Linked DNA regions of Mus musculus: all the other regions are linked to region 4. The links are chromatin contacts, called in public HiChIP or PLAC-seq and promoter capture Hi-C maps. All regions are on one chromosome and are shown on one strand. Each heading gives the region's core, a stretch centred on a gene start, on an enhancer-like site or on the middle of the called end of the contact. The rest is flanking DNA. Distances are from core to core; before and after follow the strand shown. Region 1 holds the start of Nae1 (NEDD8 activating enzyme E1 subunit 1). Region 2 holds the start of Cmtr2 (cap methyltransferase 2). Region 3 holds the start of Phlpp2 (PH domain and leucine rich repeat protein phosphatase 2). Region 4 holds the start of Nfat5 (nuclear factor of activated T cells 5). Region 5 holds the start of 4931428F04Rik (RIKEN cDNA 4931428F04 gene). Region 6 holds the start of Txnl4b (thioredoxin-like 4B).

Region 1 (3,144 bases), core at 404-2,903, 2.8 Mb before region 4:
AAAGGATGAGTCTGAAAAAGCCAGGTGGCCCCAAGCTGGAAACATGTCTAACTCTGGGCAAATTAACCTAACTTTTACAAGACTTAGTTTCCCTATCCAGTATCAAAGACCGTCTGCCTTCAAGGATTCTCAGAACTAAGTACCTACGTCTCTGGGAGAGTAAGAGCTAGGTAGTCAATACAAAGAGAAACCTCCATCCTTAGGGACACAGGGTAAGTTCTCTTGAGATTAAGAGAGGCGAGGGGATGGCAACACTTTGATACACTTAGCTGACACAGAGTATACTCAATAAGAAAGGAAGAAGGTGGGAAGAGACAAGGAAGGAGAAATAGCTAAAGAATCCACCGGATGGTTTAGATGTGCCCTGTCCAAATGGTTTCTGAGTACTAGAAATGCAGCTGGCATGAATTAAGACATTTTTAAAATGTGTATGATACCTGATTTATAAGACTCTGTGAACAACAACAACAAAAATAGCTTGGTAATTTTAACAATAATTACGTTGAAATTGTAATGTTTTGGAATACTAGGTTAGATAAACACTGTCAAATTTGATTCTGGGATTGGGGAATGTAGCTCAATTTGGCAAGCAGGCATGATGTCCAGAGTTCCAGCCTCAATACTTCATAAACCGGGTGTAATAGTCCACACTTATAATCTCAGCTGTTGGGGAAAAAGAGGCAGAAGGATTGCATCAAGTCTGAGCGCAGTCTGCTCTACATTGCAAGTCCAGGCGGCCACTCAAAGGTAAAAGACAAAAAAAAAAAAAAAAAGGGGTGGGGTGGGGGAGCAAAAACTTATTTTTGAGTCTGGCTGGGCAGTGAGCATCTTCAATCTCAGCACTTGAGACCTGGGACGTAGGCGCTTGAGTTCAAGACTGGCCTACTTAAGACCATGTCTCTATATAAACGAGAGGGGTGGGGAGAACTAGTAGCAAAACTTATTTTCCTGTCTCTTTATTCTCCCGGTTCCCAAGGTCTTCCAATGGAGGCCAGGCTGGCTTTCAGTTTCCGATCCACCTGCCTCTGCTTCTCAAGTCCTTGGGATTACCATGTCTAGCTTCTTTTAACTTTATTTGAAAGGTGCCTACTGGAAAATGTGTAATTACGAACACGGTTTGCTCCGATAAAGCTAGCATGACGCATTTCTATTGGCCAGCGCGGGCGTAGACCAATACCTGCCGGGGCGCAGCGCTCGGCGGTCGGGCAGGATGGGGTGCTCCCACCCCCCTCGTTTAGCGAACGAGTAGGGAGGGCCTGCCGAGACTGTGCAGCCCAGTGGGTTGGCGGAGACACCGCGCACCGCAAACCGCGGACAGCCAGCCGTGCGGGAAGGGGCGAGCCGGCCTTCGCCGAACACTCGGGCCAGTGGCCGGATCCCAGAGCGCCGGCTCCCCACGCCCTGCACGGCCGGCCGCAGCCGCAGGCCCGTGGGAGGCCGGCCTACCCGGCCTAGGCACTTAGGCCCCGCGGGTGTCAGGAGAGCCCGCCAGCCTGGCCGGCTTGCTCACTCGTAAACCCCGGCTCACCTCAGCTGCCGGTCGTACTTTTGCTCCTTGAGTATCTTCCCTGGCTGCGCCATGGCCGCGCCTGGCCCGCGAACAGCAAAGCCGCCTAAGGAGGCCGCCACCCACTCGGCCTCACGCAGGCGCACTAAGCGCCCTCCTCCAGCGCGCAGCCAGTAGGGGGCGCCGACGCTGCACTGCGCACGCGTCACTGGGAAGCCGGGGGAAACCTGAGGTTGAGTTCCACAGAATGTTTCTCTCTCTCTACCTGCAGTAATTGTGGAGAACTCCGACTTTTAAATCGAGTGATAATCCTTATCACTGATAAACCTTAGTCCTCTTCTGGGTGAGTTCACCGTTCCTGAGACTCCTCCAAGAGGAACAATACACCAGCATACTTGTATATAGTATTCTATATAGAGAAGCTACCCTGATGGGTAGACAGAGGGGCCCCACCCCACGGCTTCCCTCCAAGAATTGTTCCCCGTGGTGACGCAAGGGAAAGGGGGTTTTGAACGAGATGAAACGGCATCAGGAGACAAATGAGAAGTGGACTTGGGGGACGGGAGGGTGTCTGAGAAGCAGCCAGAGTTGCCTGTGAAGCCCATGAACAAGGAGGAAATTAAAGCTATCATCGATTCATGTGACACAGGATGACTGTCCCTTGGTGGCCGATGCTAAGGAAGGAGCTTATGAGCAAGTTGAGGACAAGAGGGAAGAAGAGGCTTGCTGACAAGTAAGAATTGCTTTCCTCTATCCCAAATCCTAGAGGAGTCTCCAGATTCATGATTGCCAGATGCACTTGCACGTCCTGAGATTATTATCCCAGCACATGATGAGTGTACATCCACACATAAAATCCTTCCAGCCTTGTGGGGTGAGGGACCAAAGAGACGGCTCCATTTGACAGTAATATTGCAGTGCTAACAAATGCACTTCCCCTGGGCACAGTGTTAGGACACAAGGTGAGGGGACACCCTGCTGTGACCTCCCTCCCCCAACCCCTATGGAACCCAACTGATGGGAGAAAAGGGGCGTTAGGCGTTCCCAGCTCATTATGTGCTTGTGCATGTCTGTCAGTTGTCACATTCCCTCTCCAGTTAGACAGGTGAAACGTGAGCGATATAAAATACACCCAGGGAATGTGAGAAGGTCAAAAGTGAAAGTGAAAGTTCACTACATAGCCTTGCATACACCTTGGCCCCAGGAAAGGAAAGATGGACAAATGTAATTGGAAACAACAACATCAGGGGCCGAGGGTGCTGTACTGCCTGCGACTGTGTGATTTTGAGAAGCATTCAGTTGTTAGTAAGTGGACAAGGATACCTCAGAGCATGCACTTCTTACAACTTTTTAATGTTTATTGATTGGTGTGTGTGCAAGAATGCCATCATGCACTCGTGGAGGACAGAGGACCATTTGCAGAAGTCACTTCTCGTCCTCTTCAACACAGGTTCGAGGGATAAGCCCAAATCTTCCAGCTTGCTGAGCCATCTTGCCACCTCTCCTTTGAGGAAAACTTATTCTTAAATGTATGTGTGAGGTTGTGAAATATTCACTGTGGGAACTGAACTTGGATCCTCCGCAGAACAAGTGCTCTTAATTGCTGAGCCTTCTCCCCAGCCCTTTAAAAGAATGGG
Region 2 (3,298 bases), core at 397-2,896, 2.9 Mb after region 4:
AAGAATCCCATTTAGAAAGCAACAGAGTCTCTCCAACGGCTAAAATGAAAAGACAATGCCAAAAAGTTGCATTATGGGTAGGACTACAAAACGGTGGAACACTTCAGAAATCTGGGGAAGTCTTAAGAAGTTACACACACTCAGAACTCTGGGGAAGATTTAAGAAGTTACACACACAGCAGCTGCGATTATTCTCTCCTCTTGGTCGCTATGCCTGCTGGATGACTCAGTTCCTCCACATCTAAGTCACACAAGAATAATGAAAACATATGCTTACAACAACATATTAGAAAGTCCCCAAACAGGTCCATTCGTAATATCACCAGTCTAGAAACTAAACAGTCAGCCTTCAGTAGAAGAACTGATTAAAGTCAACCCACAGAATGACAAACCCCTTGCAATATAAATTTTAAAGACACAAGACAATACAGATGAAAACATTTTAAATAATAAATTGAACAGGGAGAGGCTGAGAAGAGTCAAAGTGTAATGATTGAATTATGTGAAATTCTAGACCAGATCATCTAAATTAGGGTGATGGGAAATACAGTGATAGCTGCTTCTTGAGGGTGGAAGACTAGGAAGGAACTTAAGGGAGCTTTTCTAAAATATTCAGTAGGTATTTGCCTGCTCCACAAGAGGAATTCATGCCTTGTATTAGTTATGGCCCAAACCCATAACTAACAAATCGTGGGCTCTAAGGGAGAGTCCACTGATTTTTTTTTTTTTCTCTAAATGGTCAAGTTGCCAAACTGCCTTCTGAATACGGTGCTCTTCCCTCATCTCTGTCAAAGTTCTGAGAAGTGACTGACAGCTCAGCCATAGACAGGCCATCTACATAACACCTGCTCAGGGAAGGGGAGTGCAGAAGAGTGGGTGAAAAGAGTGGGAGAGCGAGAGGATGAGGGAAGTGCTGTGAAGCGCTTTCCTCTAAAAAGGATGGCTGTTACACTTATAAACGCACAGCAGCTGTGGCTACCCCACAGCTGGGGAGGTGGAGACAGGTGGATACCAGTGACTAGCTGGACAGTCTAACCTAACTAGAGAGTCCCAGGCCTGAGAGTCCATCCTCTGGTATCCCTGGCTGACATGGAACTCTCTATGTAGACCAGAGTGACTTAGAACTCAGAGATCTGTTTCCCTCTGGCTCATGAGAGCTGGGATCAAAGGCTTGTGGCACTACACCGGGTGGTTTTCTTTTTCCTTGGTTTATTAATATGTAAACACACCAAGTGATGATACTTCCGTTTCTTTAATTTGGTTTTGCACTCAAGTTATCCATTGAGCTTCAATTTTAATGCAGTCTCTCCTAGGAACTAGCATCTATCTATCCAGGGTAAACCTTCGGGTACCAAAGCCCAGTTCCGTTGCCATGGCGACCCGCTGAGACGGACAAGTTTCTCCGCACCAGAGCTCAGCTCCAGGAGTTGCCACCCTCCCGAGTGACGTCGATGCGCGTGACGATAGGCCTCCCGGAAGGCGCCTGTGCAGTGTGGCTGTCAGAGCCTCGCAGCCGGTGGGGGCGTGGTCTGGAGGAGGATCTGGCTCCAGTTGCGCGTGCGCAGGTCCGGGCGGTCTTCCAGGCGCTCCCTCCTCTTTGTCCGCGACCCGGTTGCCAAGTACGCAGAGGAGACGCCACCCCCGGAAGCTGTTCCCGGGAGCGGAAGTGGCAGGTGGCTCGTTAGAGTGAGGACCGCGTGTGCGGTGCTACTCTGCTCCTGCTCGAGGGGCTCTGGTGGGCGTGGGCTGAAGGAATGCGGACCCGGCTTCTCGGTGAGTGACAGTTCCCGGACGGTTCGCTGCGGGCAAGGGGCGGGGCTGCTCAAATGAGTGTTTGAGAGGTGGCTGTCCCAGGACCCAGTGTGAGCACTGCACATGCCCCAGTGTTTTTATTTCCTAGGAAAAGTTGGCGGGACCATTGCTAACACTCCCTATGCTCACTTAGACCTGACAGCTGTTGAGAACTTAAAGGCTTTGGTGTTGGACTTACAAATTTTATAATCATTTCCTTGTGGCTTTGGACAGGAAGCTTCCTGTCTTCCACTTGGAGCCTGCAAAATAATACAGTTGATACTCATCAGCCTCACATGCACTTTGGAAACGGCATGCATTTAGTTGAAAAAAAATTTTATGCATTTAATTGAAATTTTTTTTGTTTTTAAGTCGTACATTGAAATGCTAGGGTGAAATTGAAATGCATTATTCTGTTCAGAGCTTTGTCTTTTGGGCTAAGTGTAATATTCGTCCATTTATCCAGTTAATGTTAGTGTACTTAAGTGCCCACCAGCCACTGTTGGAACCTTTTGGGGTGGCATGTAAGTGAGCAAAATAAAAGATAACTGTCCTGCAGAAGTGCGGAGCTTACATTCTGGTTTGAGGAAGTTGAGAACGACAAGTCACAAACAGAACACAGGGGAAAAGAAATAAGTGATAAACATGAATGCCGTGGGAGAAAGTGAGGTAAGGGCCATGGGGAGCCCGAGATGCAATTTCAAAATAAGTGTGTTAGGATAGGCTTCACAGAGTAAAGTGCCTTCCAGCAAATACCAGGAGGAGCTGAGGGGATTAGCTAGATAGATACTTGGGGGAGTAAAGCCCAGGTAGAGCTTGCCTCTTAGTATTGAGCAAAGTGTTCCAACGTGGTGTGGCCTGGGTCTTCAGTGAACAGCAGGCTTGTGTGGCTGGAGTGGAATGGATAAGGGGGCGGTAATATTAAGAATGAGTTGGCAGCAAGGCTCAAGTACAGTCAGGAACCTTGGAGCGTTTGAATCCTTTTAGTTGTTTGCAAGTGAAGGCAATTATCCACTTAATTTCGGTAAGATTTCACAGCTTAACCACAGCCACTAATTAGTATGTGAAGTTAATGACTAAAAGTAGACTTTTTTTTTCCCCCCAAAATAGAATGTATTGGAGGTCTAAATGTAGCTGCGGTTCCCAGTAAGCACAGCGTGGATCAAGACAGATGAGCTCATTGTAGTAAATTTTCTGTTTGCTCTTACGTAGAGTTTTTGTGCGTGCAGAAATGCCCTGCTTTTGCCTCCCCCTAAGAGCTTTTCTAAATACAGTTTCTAACTGTTAAATGATGTTGCTGTTTGTGACAGTAAATCTCTACTCACGTGGGACTCGTAAGTAGTTGTGACAAACAAGATGATTAAAAAAGGTACCCACTGCTTTAAGGAGCTTACCAACCTGTACACCAGATGAACACAGGATAAAATACAGGATGAAAAGGGATGGGAAGGTTTGCTAAGAGGACAGGACTCAGGAAGCACCAATGTCATGATGTCATTATGGTCAT
Region 3 (3,071 bases), core at 378-2,877, 2.6 Mb after region 4:
GGGTAATAAGTGACCCTTTGCCCGGTTATCTTAGAAGTTGTTTTGCTTTTTAATCCCTTACAAGTTGGCTGAATATTCAACACATACATAAGAGAGGAAGCCCTAAAAATGAAGAGATCTAGAAGGCTTCTTACAAAATGTAGGAGCAGTTTAATGCTAATCACCTTTTGGGAAACCTAGAATTTCAGAATTACAGTGGCTACTATGAATCTTTAATATGAGTTAGGCTCTTTGTTCTGTCCAATCCACCTTGATAATGGCCAGGCAGATGTTAATCTAGTTCATTCACTCCTTAAGAACCAACGCAAGGGTCTAGAGAGATGGCTTAGTGGTTCAGAGCACTGGCTGCTCTTCCAGAGAACCCAGGGTCAACTCCCAGAGTTCACCTGTCAATTTACAACCATCTATAACTCCAGGTCCAGAGGATCCGACACTGTCTTCTGGCCTCTATCATCAGTCATACACGTGTTGTGTTGCATAGACTTAATACCCATAACAACACGGAAGACCCACCTGAAGCTGGGCATAGTGGTGCACATCTGCACTGGGGAGGTGGAGACAGGAGACTCTAAAAGTTCAGGGCCAGCTTTGGCTATATAGTGAGTTCGGGTCTGCCTGGGCTATGTGTAATTTTCTGTCTCAAAAAAAAAAAAAATCCGAAAGAATTAGATCAAGTAATTTGTACATGTATAGAATGTATAGATCTAATAATGAGTATAATTAACGGGGTGTGGTGACCCACGCCTTTAATCCCAGCACTTGGGAGGCAGAGGCAGGCGGATTTCTGAATTCGAGGCCAGCCTGGTCTACAAAGTGAGTTCCCGGACAGCCAAGGCTACATAGAGAAACCCTGTCTCGAAAAACCAAAAGAAAAAAAAAAAAAAAAGAGTACAATTGAGATTTGGAATTGGAATTAGGCAGACTTATAATTTGGCCCACTAACCACAAAACTATCTTTCACTCCAGGAACAAAAAGAGTCAGCTTTTAAAATAGGTGAATTAAGACTTGCAAAATAGAAAGCGGGCTTACACACCATGTTACTGGTTGAGTGGTTGAGGACGAGAAAGGAAATCTGATACTTTGATTACAGGAAAAGGACACTGAACTGTGCCTGGAAAGCTTAGTGTACTTGAGGTGGTTTGATGAAGAAGGTCGCCAGCTATCCCTAAGAGGTGAGTATAAGCAACAGTTCTTTCACCCCCAGTGGGTGCCAGGGGACAAGACACATTTGGGAGCAGGAAGCGTCTTGGATGGAGAATTCCAGCGCCGCCCATGGTGGAGGGTTGTATCTTGTCTATTTTAACAGGTGCAGGCCTTACCTGTCACTTCCTCTGGCCGCTTCTTGGAGGATCCAGAAAGTACCAAATTGCTCTCCCTGCGCCCTGGTCCTAGGAGCTCAGGGTGGAGCGCAGCAGAGGCTTACTCCGCCTGCAGTGGCGCCAGCCTCCCACAATTCTACTCCGGCCTCGCCAGGCTGACGACTACGCAGGTCCAGCGGGTCGGGGAGGGACCGAAGGGGGCGGAGCGTCTTGGTTAGGGGCGGGGTCTAGGCGGAGGGGCGAGGCCTCCCGCTGCTCGCGCGCGCCTCCGAGGCTCGCGCTGTCGCGCCGGGCCGGGCGTCTCTGTAAATCCTTGGCCGCCAATGGGGGAGGTGGAGCCCGTGCCCGCGGGCCCGCTGGAGCCCCCGGAGCCACCTGAAGCGGCGGCGCCTCGCCGGCCCGGAGGGATTCGGGTCCTAAAGGTGAGACGGCAGGGAGAGGGAGGAAGCAAGAGGGCTGTGGCCGCCTTCGCTAAGCTGCCCGAGGCGGCGGGCGCCCCCCGCCCTGCGTCCCTGGGCCGCTTGCACTTGGCCGGGCCGCCGCGGGCCTGCTGTGGGGCCTCCGGGCCGCGCCCCCGCCCTGGCCTCCGCCGCCCTGGTCCCCGGCGCTGTCCATCCCTGACCGCCGCCCGGCAGGCCCACGCCTTCGGGCAGCCGCTGCCCCCACCTTCCTTCCTCCCCGCATCCCCGGGACCTCAGTCTCCTCGCTGGGCCTAGCCCGGGGCCCCGGGACGGATTCCGGGGGGCTCCGAGGGCCGGCCGCGCCTGGCGGGAGTCAGGCGGCGAGTACGCAGGACTCGGCGGACACCTGAAGACATCACCCCAGCTGGAGGATGGCGGCGGCGATTGGCCAGGCGCCGCGGTGTGCGCGGGCTGCGCCGGCGGGAGCGGCCACGCTGCCCTCGGGACTGGCTGCGGGAGTTCCGAACCGGCTCTCGGCTCCAAGACGCAACACCCCGCGCTTCCCGCTCGGGGGACAGTCCCGGAGGATCTGCTGCCTGTGGACCTGCTGGGCGTGTTGCAGGGTTTGGGGGGCGGGGGTGGGAGAGCAGAGCCCGAAGGGGCACTCCTGCTTGGCTGACAATCCGGGGAGAAGGCAGTGGGGGAGCCGTTATGCAACAGGCAGCTAAGCGGGGCTTTTTGGTAGAATCAGGGGAGTAGGAGGATAGGAAAACAGATGCAGGGGAAAGGGGAGTGGAGCCTTGAAGGTGAGTGATGACAAGAAGTTTCTATGCAGGAAGAATGCAGAAGGTGAGCTGAGGTGAGGTCAGCAGAGATGGCTAAAAGGTGGCTAACTGGGTGGAGTTCTCTACTAACCTCTGAAATAGTGCAGAGACATTTTTTTCTGTAGGTTCAGTATATAAACGAACTGGAATAGTGGAATGGAATTCCTCTAGAGTTCTAGAAGAGCAATTGGCAGGATTTAAAACTTGCCAAAGAAGGGGAAGAAAATTAAGATTTAATGTGTTTCGAAACCAGTCTGCCAAACATCGAAGATACTTAATGTTAAAAGCAAACCTTAAGTAATTAAATGAGATTGTTGTTGAGTAATATTTCCTTTTATTAAGATTATTAGTAAAGTAGCACAAAGATGGAAGCAGCAGAAAAATTTATTTGTTGTACTTAGTGAATTCATAAAACCAATACTCAGTAGACTGAAATTTTATTTTCTGGCACCTCCCAGTGTTAATGCATAGTTTACTTTAGACTAACTTCATAACTGTTACCTACACTGTTACCTACACTGGAATT
Region 4 (2,873 bases), core at 9-2,508:
CGGAAACTTTTAGCCCCCGAGAACAGAGCAGCCAAAAAAATCTCATTTACATGTTTTCCCTCCATTCTCCCTTAGCACAGTGAAAAAAATGAAAACCCGTGTGGAAGAGTATGTTTGCTTACTTCTCTCCCCCTACCCCACGCACGCGTGTGCATTACACACAAGCCATGTGGACTCACATGATCCCATTTTTAAATTGTCTTTTATTTTCCACTCCGGAGTAAATTCGACCATTCACTATCAGAGACATCATTATACATAAACTTAAACAACAACAACAACAAAAATCAAAGCCAGGCATGGTGGTACTCTTCTGTAATCCCAGCATTCGAAAAGCTGAGTCAGGAGAACTGCCCTAAAATTGAGGCCAGTCTAAATCTACACAGCGAATTGCAGGCCAGCTAGACCTACATAACAAAATCACCTGTCTAAATAAATAAATAAATGCAGTCGCCGTAAATTTGGTGTGGTGGGTAACGTGGGGGGAAAATATTTTCATTAAAAAGAATCAATAGCCGAGCATGGTGACTTCTGACCGGCAGGGGCAAGCACAGCTCTGTGAGTTTGAGGCCAGCCTGATCTACATAGTGAGCTCCAGGCCAGAGTGGGCCAACAGAAATCATCAACAACAAAAAAATCCACGAACAGGAACAACAACAACAAAATCCACAAACAAAACTTGGTAACTCGTGATGGTGGTGGTGGTGGTGAGTATGGCTTGCCCTTTCTTAATTAAAAAGTGAGTCTGATAGCCCCTTGACCAGCTCACTGCAGACACTGCTATGAAAAACCCCGAAGGGCCCGGTTGCTGTCCAAGCTGTGGAACTCCATTCCCCAGTGCTGAGCTCCAGCGAGCGGGCCTCGATCGCTGCAAGTCCCTGGAGGGCTTTTCCCCTCCTGGCTGACATCCAGGTCCCCCAGGGTCTGTGTCCTCCTAAGTACACCACGGAGCAGGGCCGGCCGCCTCAGGCTCGCCGCCACCAGGTCGAGGCAAAAAAAAAAAAAAAAAAAAAAAATCTTTTCCCTTCTCAGGGCCCCAGAAGCCAGGCCGCCTCCCTCCACCCTCCCTGCTGGCTGGCGGGGCCCTTTCCCAGCCCGGGATCAGCAGCGGCCGCAGCAGCGACGGCAGGAAGCGAAGCCCTTGTTGATGCTGTTCCGTGGCGCGCCTGTCCGCCCTCCGCCGGCCGCCAGGCTCTTCCGGGCTCCCGGACCTCCCCCCCTCCGCGCGTGCGCAGTGCCCCACGAGGGGGCGGGGCTCAGATTCCTGTCAGCGGCGCCGGCGGTGGCGGCGGCCGTCAGTGTGCGCTGAGGAGAAGCCCGAAACGGACCCGTTTGGCTCTCCCTCTTCCCCTTTCCCCGGTCCGAAGCTTCTGGTCTCTGGACTCACCGGGAGTCAGTTCTCCACTCCGCAGAGCTGTTCCCTCCACTCCGCCGCCCTTCTCATCGCTCGGCCGGGTGGGAAGTGACTGCCCTCGAGGAGGAGGAGGAGGCAGCGGCTGCCGCCCTCGCCTCACCGCCCCCGGTTCGGTGCCCGCGGATCCCGGAGAGGAGGTGCCGCCGCCACCGCCGCTCCCCCCCTCCCGCTGCCCTCGGGCCGGGCTGGGTCGAGCTGCGATGCCCTCGGACTTCATCTCATTGCTCAGCGCGGACCTAGACCTGGAATCGCCCAAGTCCCTGTACTCGCGAGGTGAGTCAGATGGGGGGGTGGGGGGGTGGGGCGTGGGGGCGGGGAGCGCGAGCGCGCGGAGTCCCGGGCTGGGGTGGGGGGGTCCCCCGTCGGGGCCGGGCTCGGGCGGGCTTGCCCCTCACGAGAGTCCTGGGCTGGCCGCGGAGGGCCAGGGGTGATCCCGGAGCTGCCGAGCGGCGCCCCCCTCCCCAGCGCGGCGCGGCGCGGCGGCGCGGCGGGGGGCTTAGGGTCCGCGCGCCCCCCAGAGTCCTCTGCGGTCCCGGAGGTTCGCAACCTGCCGGTCGGCGGGTCCGGACTCCACCACACTCGGCGGACTGCCGGCCCAGTCCTCCCCCGGCTCGGGAATCACCCCACTGGTCCCGCTGCTGGGGACACCGGGGAGGGGGGGTGGAATCGGGGCGCCGCGGCTCGTGTCCCCCGGACTCTCCTCTTTGGCAAAGTTGCCCCACGCCGGGCTGCGTGGCCCCGAGGGGCTTCGGAGCTCAGGGTCACCATTTTTTTTTTTTTCTCCCTCTGGTCTTGTTTGTGCGCGGTCGTCCTACTCCCCCCCCTTCCCCGGCCTAGTCCACTCCCTCCCCATGTCGGGACGGCCCCCCTCGGCCAGGCGTTCTTCCTTTCCTCGTCATCTTCTTGCCTGGAAAAGGCCCCAATCTTCTTTCTCTCTTTCCACCTCCGTGACATTCTAATTACTTCTCTTTTACAAAGATAGGGATGCCCTCCTTGGAGTACTTGTATTCCTCTCCCTGGAGTACCAGGCTCGGGCACAGTCCTGCCCTTTGAGAAAAATTCTCTTCTGTTGCTGTTCAAGGGCTTCGTGCAGAGAGGAGGCAATGAACAGAAAATCCCATTTAAAACTACTTTGGCTAAGGCCTGCAGGGGATTCCCAGCATCTAAAACATTAATACTTGAGGTGATCTCTGCTGGGGTTAAATTCCTACACTGGACACCACAAGAATGTGTCAGAACAGGTTCCCCTTGCAAGGGGTATCAAATCAAAAATGCCCCCATCTGTACTCATTTCTTATACCAGTGGAAGGAGGCTAAAGACAGTTCTTTTATATTTTTTTTTACAAATAAACCATGGTGAACCCTTTTCCCAAGAAATCCAGCATTTCTCCTATTTTTTTGGTTTTACAAACCCACCAGAAAATTTCACCTCTTTGGGGTAGAGAAGGACTAAGCCTGG
Region 5 (3,117 bases), core at 329-2,828, 2.0 Mb before region 4:
AGAAGAAAAGCTTGTCAGATGTAGTGGCACATGTCTGTAATCCCAGCACTTGAGGCTGAAACAAGAGAATTGTGAATTCCAGGCCAACCTGGGCTATGCAGCAATACCTGTCTTTAAAAGCTTTAAACAGAGAGGAAAAAAAAAAGGGAAAGAAGAATAAAAGAAAGTCAGCACTAGCAAATCTCTACAAAAGAGCAAACCTCCTCTCTCTCCTGGAACTAAGCTTTTTCTGTAGTTGTTGCTGTCTCTGAAGTCTACTGCAGCTAGCTCACTGTCTGCATGGCAGATCTGAAGGCTTTATCTGGGTTTTCCTTTCTATAATGTGCAACTGTGCTTCCAGAACCCAGAACAGTCCCTGATCCAGCACTGTAATCCACTGTGATCCATGGATGAACCTGAGTCCTTGTAAGAACTAAATCATGGAGCTGGAGAGACTTGCTGCTCTCCCTGAGAACCCAAATCCAGTTCCTAGTGTCCACGCAGGCTAACTCCAGCTGCAGGAGACCCAAGGCCCTCTTCTGGCCTCCACGGGCACATGCATATACCCATACCCAGAAATAATAAAAATAGACCTCTAAAGCAAAAATACTATAATCATTCCTTTCGCAAACTTAGATACCCTGTTTAGACTCCCCCCACCCCCACCCCGGCATCCTCCTCCTTCTCGGAGTCTTCCTCCACCTTACCTAGTGATCGGCTGCTTAAAAAATGACTTCTAGTCTCAGATCTCATTCACCCTCAAACTGTATACTTTTCTGGATGTCTACTGACCACTATATGGGCCAGTTCTTCCATTTTCCCTTCGTTCATTCCACCTACCTCCACGTAATTACCAGAATTCACCTGTTTCTTTCACGTCTCAGGTTCTTCTGCCAAGAATTCTTTTGCCAATGTGTCCCTGGAGCAACCTCTTAACCATTTTTTTCAGGGCCCGGTTTAGGCCTCACTTTCTCTGGGAAGCCTTCCCGATGTGTAAAGGGTCCCAGGGTCTTGATGGCTTCTTGACAGCCCTAGGCTGTCATGGCTGGAGGCTAGATCCATATTTCCCCACCGTGCCCTGAACTCCCCGAGGTCAGGAAGGGTCTGATTCACCCTCTCGTCCCACGCACTCACTAGTTGCAGAATGAATGAATTCAGGGTGAGGCTGGAGTCCCTGACTGCTGAAGGCGGGGTCTGGTGACAAATGAGAGGGTGTGGCCCACACCAATAAGAACCCCTGGAAAGAGATAACGTGGGAAAACAACCAATAGGAACCAAGAGCTCTGGGAGGGCGTGCCCTGAAGACAAATAAAGGGCGTGAGACAGGGTGAAGGGCGTGCCCAATGGAGGGCGGAGCTAGGAGACAATGGACTTGGGGGAATTCCCTGGTAAATCAAGAAGGGTGAAGTCTTAGTCATATTTAGTCTCGGTTTTTGGAGTGGGGTAGGGGTTCGGTCCGCGTGCCGCGCCCCCACCTGATCACGCCTCTTTTGCTGCCCGCAGTTCCTGCTCCTCAAAGCCGATCGCTGGCCGCCGAGACCATGGAAGCCCGCGCCAAAGACACGCGCACTCGGGCGCGCGCACGCTCACACGAAGACGCAAGGGCCACGTCCGTCTCCGCCGTAGGGGGCGTGCTTAAGCTCGCTGTGGGCGGAGCCAAACGTGCGAAGAGGGGCGGGATTCGCTGCCACCCTGCGCCCCTGGACCGCGTCTGGTCCTAGACTTCCCCCTCTTCAAACTTCCGCGCTTCTAAAGCGACTGGCGAGGGCGATGAAACCATTTACTGCTTGCCGGTAGTAGATACATAGGAAGTGAGTACTCCACGGGAGCCCAGGGTTCGGGGCACGCAGTCCACAAAGAGAGCAGATGTCTGCATAGGTGAGATGCTGCCAGAATACTAGGATTCAGCCAGGATTATAGATGTACCACTGTGCACGGACCCCTAATTGCACTGTTGCTTTCACCGGCGCGCCCCCAACACATAGATTCAGACGTGTCGTAGACGTGGCTTTATTACGCAAACAGATGGGTGTCAGGAGCAGGGACCTGAAGGGAGGCAGGAGGACAGGGAGGGCGTAGGCGTCGGTACCAGGCTGAAGAGCGCCCGGCGGCCAGTGGACGGTGAGGGCGGTGGACCCGCCTGCAGCGAACTGAGTGCTGCCTGACGATGCTCTCGGGACACGTCTCCGCGCAGGTCCAAGAGGGCAGAGACGTGATCCTCGCTGCAGGAATACCACCACGTGCGTCAGCCCAGCCCTCCCTCGTCCTCCTGGGCCGTTCCTCCCCTGTCCCCTTCCTCGCACCTCACGTCGGGAAATTGCTGCCTCAAGCCTGCCACCTCGAGGCCAAGCAGTGTGGGGTCGTGGAGGTTGAGCAGTTCCCTCAGCGCGAGCAGGACGGGCGCGCAGTGAGCGCTCTCTTCCAGGCCCTGAACACATGGGAACAGGGTTTCCAGCGGGCCCTCGGCTCCCACCCAACTACAGAGATCCTCGACTGTCTGCCCTCCCAATGAGCTCTCACCAAACCAAGGAAAAGCTCTTTGAGCTGGGCAGCATCCTGCCGAAGTCGCTCAGCCGCCTGGCTCCGCTCGTCCGTACCGCGGCACACTAGGCGGCCCTGCATCAGAGCCCTTAGGTATTGTAACACCACGGTTCGTTCCGCCTCTGCCAGCAGCAGCTGCAGGACAGTAATCAGTTTGAATATAGGGTCCCACCAGCACAACCCCTTCCCCAGCTTTCCTCTCCTCGCCCTACCTGAACACCAGGCTTCCGTACGCGCCAGAAGTCCTGGCAGAAGTGCGACGTCTGCTCACACACACCATCTAGCAACTCAGAACTCAATAGCCACCGGCGCGAGGGCAGAGCGGAGAACAGGGGCTAGGGAAAGCATAGCACAGACAGGGCTAGGGAAATGATCCGGATCCCGTAGAGGCCACCATAAATAGACCGTGTTTCTCCCTCACACTACCAATCTAGACTGGGATGGCGACCTCACCTGGAGCTCAACCTGCAGTACTTCCAAAACCAGGCGGCAGATCCTCCTTTGTACGTCGTCCAGCGCAGCTTCCACTGGAGCTAAGACCCCGGAAGCTTCCCCGTCCGGCAGCAGGACCGAGACCGAAGATCTGGACCAAAAAGT
Region 6 (2,876 bases), core at 320-2,819, 2.3 Mb after region 4:
GGAAAAGAGAAAAAAAGCATCCCATAGCAGGCAAAAAAAAAAAAAAAAAAAATCTCTTGAATAACAAACTGTGTTCGCCAAAATTACTTCCAAGAAATGTTAGGAAAGAGCATGTCTGGAACGTGTTTCAGAGACTGTAAGACCTCCCAGGTGTTTGGCTGATGTCAAATTCATCTTTATCTAACACCACCCGATTATAAGCTTGGACCTATGTTGGACATGTAGTTAATTATTCTCATTCCGATTAAGTTTATAAAGCATGAGAACTGTGACTTTTGAATCTAGACTTCTTTTGCTGTGTTCTAATTAACATGCACAGCTCTCCCAAGGGGCGCTGCAACACAATGTGGATGAAGAAGCAAAAGTTTCCCGAGGTAGAAGAGAGAAACAAAGTCGCATCTTATATGCATATTAAGAAATCTTGACAGGAAGGCTGAGATACAACGACTTACATCCTAAAGTGTCATTTGCATGCAAGCAGAGACTACTGTCTGTCTTGTTAACAAATGGCAAAGTAAAAACCTGATTAGATATCATTTATTGAAAGCGAACAGGAAGTCAGACATTTCTCTGGACAGGAAATTATTCACAACACAGGACAAGGAAGGACTTAATTAGCGGCTCAAAATAGCAAATAAAGCGGTCCACGGCCAGACTATGGAGAAACATCGGTGACAAAGAAGCCACAATGGACTTCTCAGGTTAGCAACTGCTTACTGCATGCGTCGTTAATCCACTTGCTATTCTCAACAATACCGATAAAGGAAAAACAAGAGCCCTTTCCTCTTAGGGTTAATACTCTACTTATAGATTATCCGCCAGATCTAGTGGAGACTCTTCAGTGAGACAGGAGGAAGGCACCAGAAGCCCTACCCAGGCTCTCCAACTATCGGGTACCAGGTTCGCGTACTGCCCTAAACGAGGGCACAGGGAGGACCCCTGAATCTCCGTGGGGCCGTTCCCAAACACCGGGATGAGACCAGAACATGGACAAAGTCCGGAGAAGGCTGAATGAACTTCTCCGCTCAAGCAAATAGAGAAACTTGGGTAACAAGGACTAGAGGAACTCTGAAATCAGGGCCCAAACAGAAGCCGCGAGCCGACACCGGCCGCCTGGAGCCGCCATGGCTGCCGAAGGACAGATCTGGAAAGAGAAAGAGACGCTCACCTCACCAAGCACGACTCTCGAGGCCTTCGGTTCCTGATCTGGAGACGCCAGCGCGGCCACCGCTCGATCCGAGGGTCTCAAAGAGGCAAATTCCGCTGTTTGAAAGCGGCCATCATCGTCCCATAATGCCCTGCGCGGAGCCTTCTATCCGTCCAAAAAGACCATCGAGAGCAGCCCACAAATCCAGGGTTCCGGGACGCCAGAGTGCAACCCCGCGAACAGGCCTTCCGAGCCTCAGTCTCTTCCTCTGGGTTCAGAGTCTCCTTGCGACCAATCGCGCTTGGCGTAAGAGTCAACACCCCGCCTCTGGCTCGGGGGTGTGCAAGGGAGGACAACACGAGACCGGCCATGTTTACTAAGGGCGGAAATGACGTCACTTCCTGTCGCTGGCGGCCAGTGCAAAGTGGAAAGGAACTAAAATAATCTTGTCGGATTACCGGACTATTGACTGGGGCGCGCGGTGGCACGTTCGTTTTCTGCGTCCGTGTTTCTCACTTCCGTTTGGGAGGATTTTTTTTTTTTTTTTTTTTTTTTTTTCCTGTCGGAGGAAGCGTTTCTAAGGATACAGCCCAGGTTAGTTGGGGTCTTTCCCAGGATGGCAGTGAGGAAAGAGGCAGTTGTGCCCTAGCTAACCGGTGGAGGAGCCCGGGTTGCTGACATGTAGACCGAAGTGTCCTCCATGGCACCTGTGAACCAGGGGGAACCCAACCACCAGGTTCTTATCAAAAACATGCGTTGGGTGTTTTGTAGACGTCAGCCCTGACGTAGATTAAAGTGACATACCGCTGTAATCCCAGCAGTTGTGAGGTTTAGGCATAAAGATTGCCACAAGTTTGAGGCCACTCTGGGGTACTAAGCGAGATCCTTGGAAAATAAGTTCATGTTCAGATATGTCCTTTGGTTATATCTTAGGATGCTTATTTCCATTATCCTATGAAAGCATTACACGTTAAGTTTCTACAAAAAAGAAGAATCAGACTTTACATACTGCTTCCGAATCTTTTCTTAGTAGCTGTATAAGATAGTTCGCAAGACTACTACTATCAGTGCCCTGTTGACAGACATGAACATAGGTCTTTGTGTCTATGTTCATATTCTCAAAAGTAGAGCTGTTGTGTAAAGAGGAGGCCAGTTTTCTTTCCAAAGAGCTTTTGCATCCAAATTCCAACGAAGTAGGCATGCCTCCGCTCTCTCTCCATTCTGAGTGTTACCGTCTCACTTGGTGTTTGTAGACTCAATGCATTTCTTAAATCTGCCTTTTAACTTGCTATCCTTTGTCTACGTGCAAAACTTGGCTTTCCAAATGTGTTTAGTGTTCATAATTTTTATGATTCTCCATTTGCATCCCTCATGCGAACACTGTCTTGGATGTGGTGTCGCTTTCCCCCTCCTTCCAACATCTGGCCTGTAGCACACCGACCCTCTCTGGTGACACGCCACACTCCCCCTTCCTCTTTTTATTACTAGTACGGGATTTGCTTACGTGAATTCTAACGGCGAGACGGGTCCAAATTCTCTTTGTGTTTCTCTTTCATCAGTAATTTGTTCTACACTCACAGTTGATGAAACCCCTCCTGGAAGTCAGCTTCCCTATTTAAAGGGTGACCTACAGGCTGGAGAGATGGCTCAGAGGTTGAGACCACTGACTGCTCTTCCACATGACCAGGGATTCAGCTCCCAGCACCCACGTGGCACCTCACATCTATCT

What was found. Promoter capture Hi-C pulls out the DNA fragments that hold promoters and counts their contacts. HiChIP or PLAC-seq counts read pairs in DNA pulled down with a chosen protein or histone mark. Capture Hi-C pulls out chosen DNA fragments and counts their contacts.
Region 1: a contact with region 4 is called in a promoter capture Hi-C map of pre-B cells, with 2.5 times the contacts expected there. The contact joins the promoter of Nae1 here to the promoter of Nfat5 in region 4. A contact is called at or near these places in 2 of 39 promoter capture datasets (neutrophils and pre-B cells) and 1 of 484 Hi-C or Micro-C datasets (B cells).
Region 2: a contact with region 4 is called in a promoter capture Hi-C map of pre-B cells, with 2.8 times the contacts expected there. The contact joins the promoter of Cmtr2 here to the promoter of Nfat5 in region 4. A contact is called at or near these places in 1 of 39 promoter capture datasets (pre-B cells) and 1 of 115 datasets of contacts at active chromatin or transcription factors (astrocytes).
Region 3: a promoter capture Hi-C map of liver shows a contact between it and region 4, with 2.4 times the contacts expected there. The contact joins the promoter of Phlpp2 here to the promoter of Nfat5 in region 4. A contact is called at or near these places in 1 of 39 promoter capture datasets (liver) and 1 of 9 other capture datasets (liver).
Region 5: an H3K27ac HiChIP or PLAC-seq map of bone marrow-derived dendritic cells shows a contact between it and region 4, with 10 times the contacts expected there. The contact joins the promoter of 4931428F04Rik here to the promoter of Nfat5 in region 4. A contact is called at or near these places in 1 of 39 promoter capture datasets (pre-B cells) and 1 of 115 datasets of contacts at active chromatin or transcription factors (bone marrow-derived dendritic cells).
Region 6: a contact with region 4 is called in a promoter capture Hi-C map of pre-B cells, with 4 times the contacts expected there. The contact joins the promoter of Txnl4b here to the promoter of Nfat5 in region 4. A contact is called at or near these places in 3 of 39 promoter capture datasets (cranial neural crest, maxillary cranial neural crest and pre-B cells), 1 of 115 datasets of contacts at active chromatin or transcription factors (astrocytes) and 1 of 9 other capture datasets (liver).

What each region holds. Positions count from the first base shown.
Region 1 is chr8:104,532,984-104,536,127 of GRCm38.p6, forward strand. It overlaps Nae1 (NEDD8 activating enzyme E1 subunit 1), which reads right to left and starts at 1,654. Exons shown (of 20, transcript NM_144931.3): 1 at 1,529-1,654. The coding sequence starts at 1,581. It also overlaps a transcript of Car7 not described here.
Region 2 is chr8:110,216,314-110,219,611 of GRCm38.p6, forward strand. It overlaps Cmtr2 (cap methyltransferase 2), which reads left to right and starts at 1,647. Exons shown (of 2, transcript NM_146215.4): 1 at 1,647-1,773.
Region 3 is chr8:109,866,976-109,870,046 of GRCm38.p6, forward strand. Phlpp2 (PH domain and leucine rich repeat protein phosphatase 2) reads left to right here and starts at 1,628. Exons shown (of 19, transcript NM_001122594.2): 1 at 1,628-1,742. The coding sequence starts at 1,644. Gm17344 (a long non-coding RNA gene) reads right to left here and starts at 1,555. Exons shown (of 4, transcript XR_003947453.1): 1 at 1,321-1,555.
Region 4 is chr8:107,292,212-107,295,084 of GRCm38.p6, forward strand. It overlaps Nfat5 (nuclear factor of activated T cells 5), which reads left to right and starts at 1,259. Exons shown (of 15, transcript NM_018823.2): 1 at 1,259-1,687. The coding sequence starts at 1,615.
Region 5 is chr8:105,287,950-105,291,066 of GRCm38.p6, forward strand. It overlaps 4931428F04Rik (RIKEN cDNA 4931428F04 gene), which reads right to left and starts at 1,579. Exons shown (of 8, transcript NM_028888.2): 1 at 1,455-1,579; 2 at 820-1,216. It overlaps Exoc3l (exocyst complex component 3-like), which reads right to left. Exons shown (of 14, transcript NM_177788.5): 10 at 2,974-3,103; 11 at 2,733-2,855; 12 at 2,500-2,655; 13 at 2,283-2,407; 14 at 1,974-2,201. The coding sequence ends at 2,012.
Region 6 is chr8:109,564,323-109,567,198 of GRCm38.p6, forward strand. Txnl4b (thioredoxin-like 4B) reads left to right here and starts at 1,570. Exons shown (of 4, transcript NM_175646.4): 1 at 1,570-1,741. It overlaps Dhx38 (DEAH (Asp-Glu-Ala-His) box polypeptide 38), which reads right to left and starts at 1,539. Exons shown (of 27, transcript NM_178380.2): 1 at 1,169-1,539.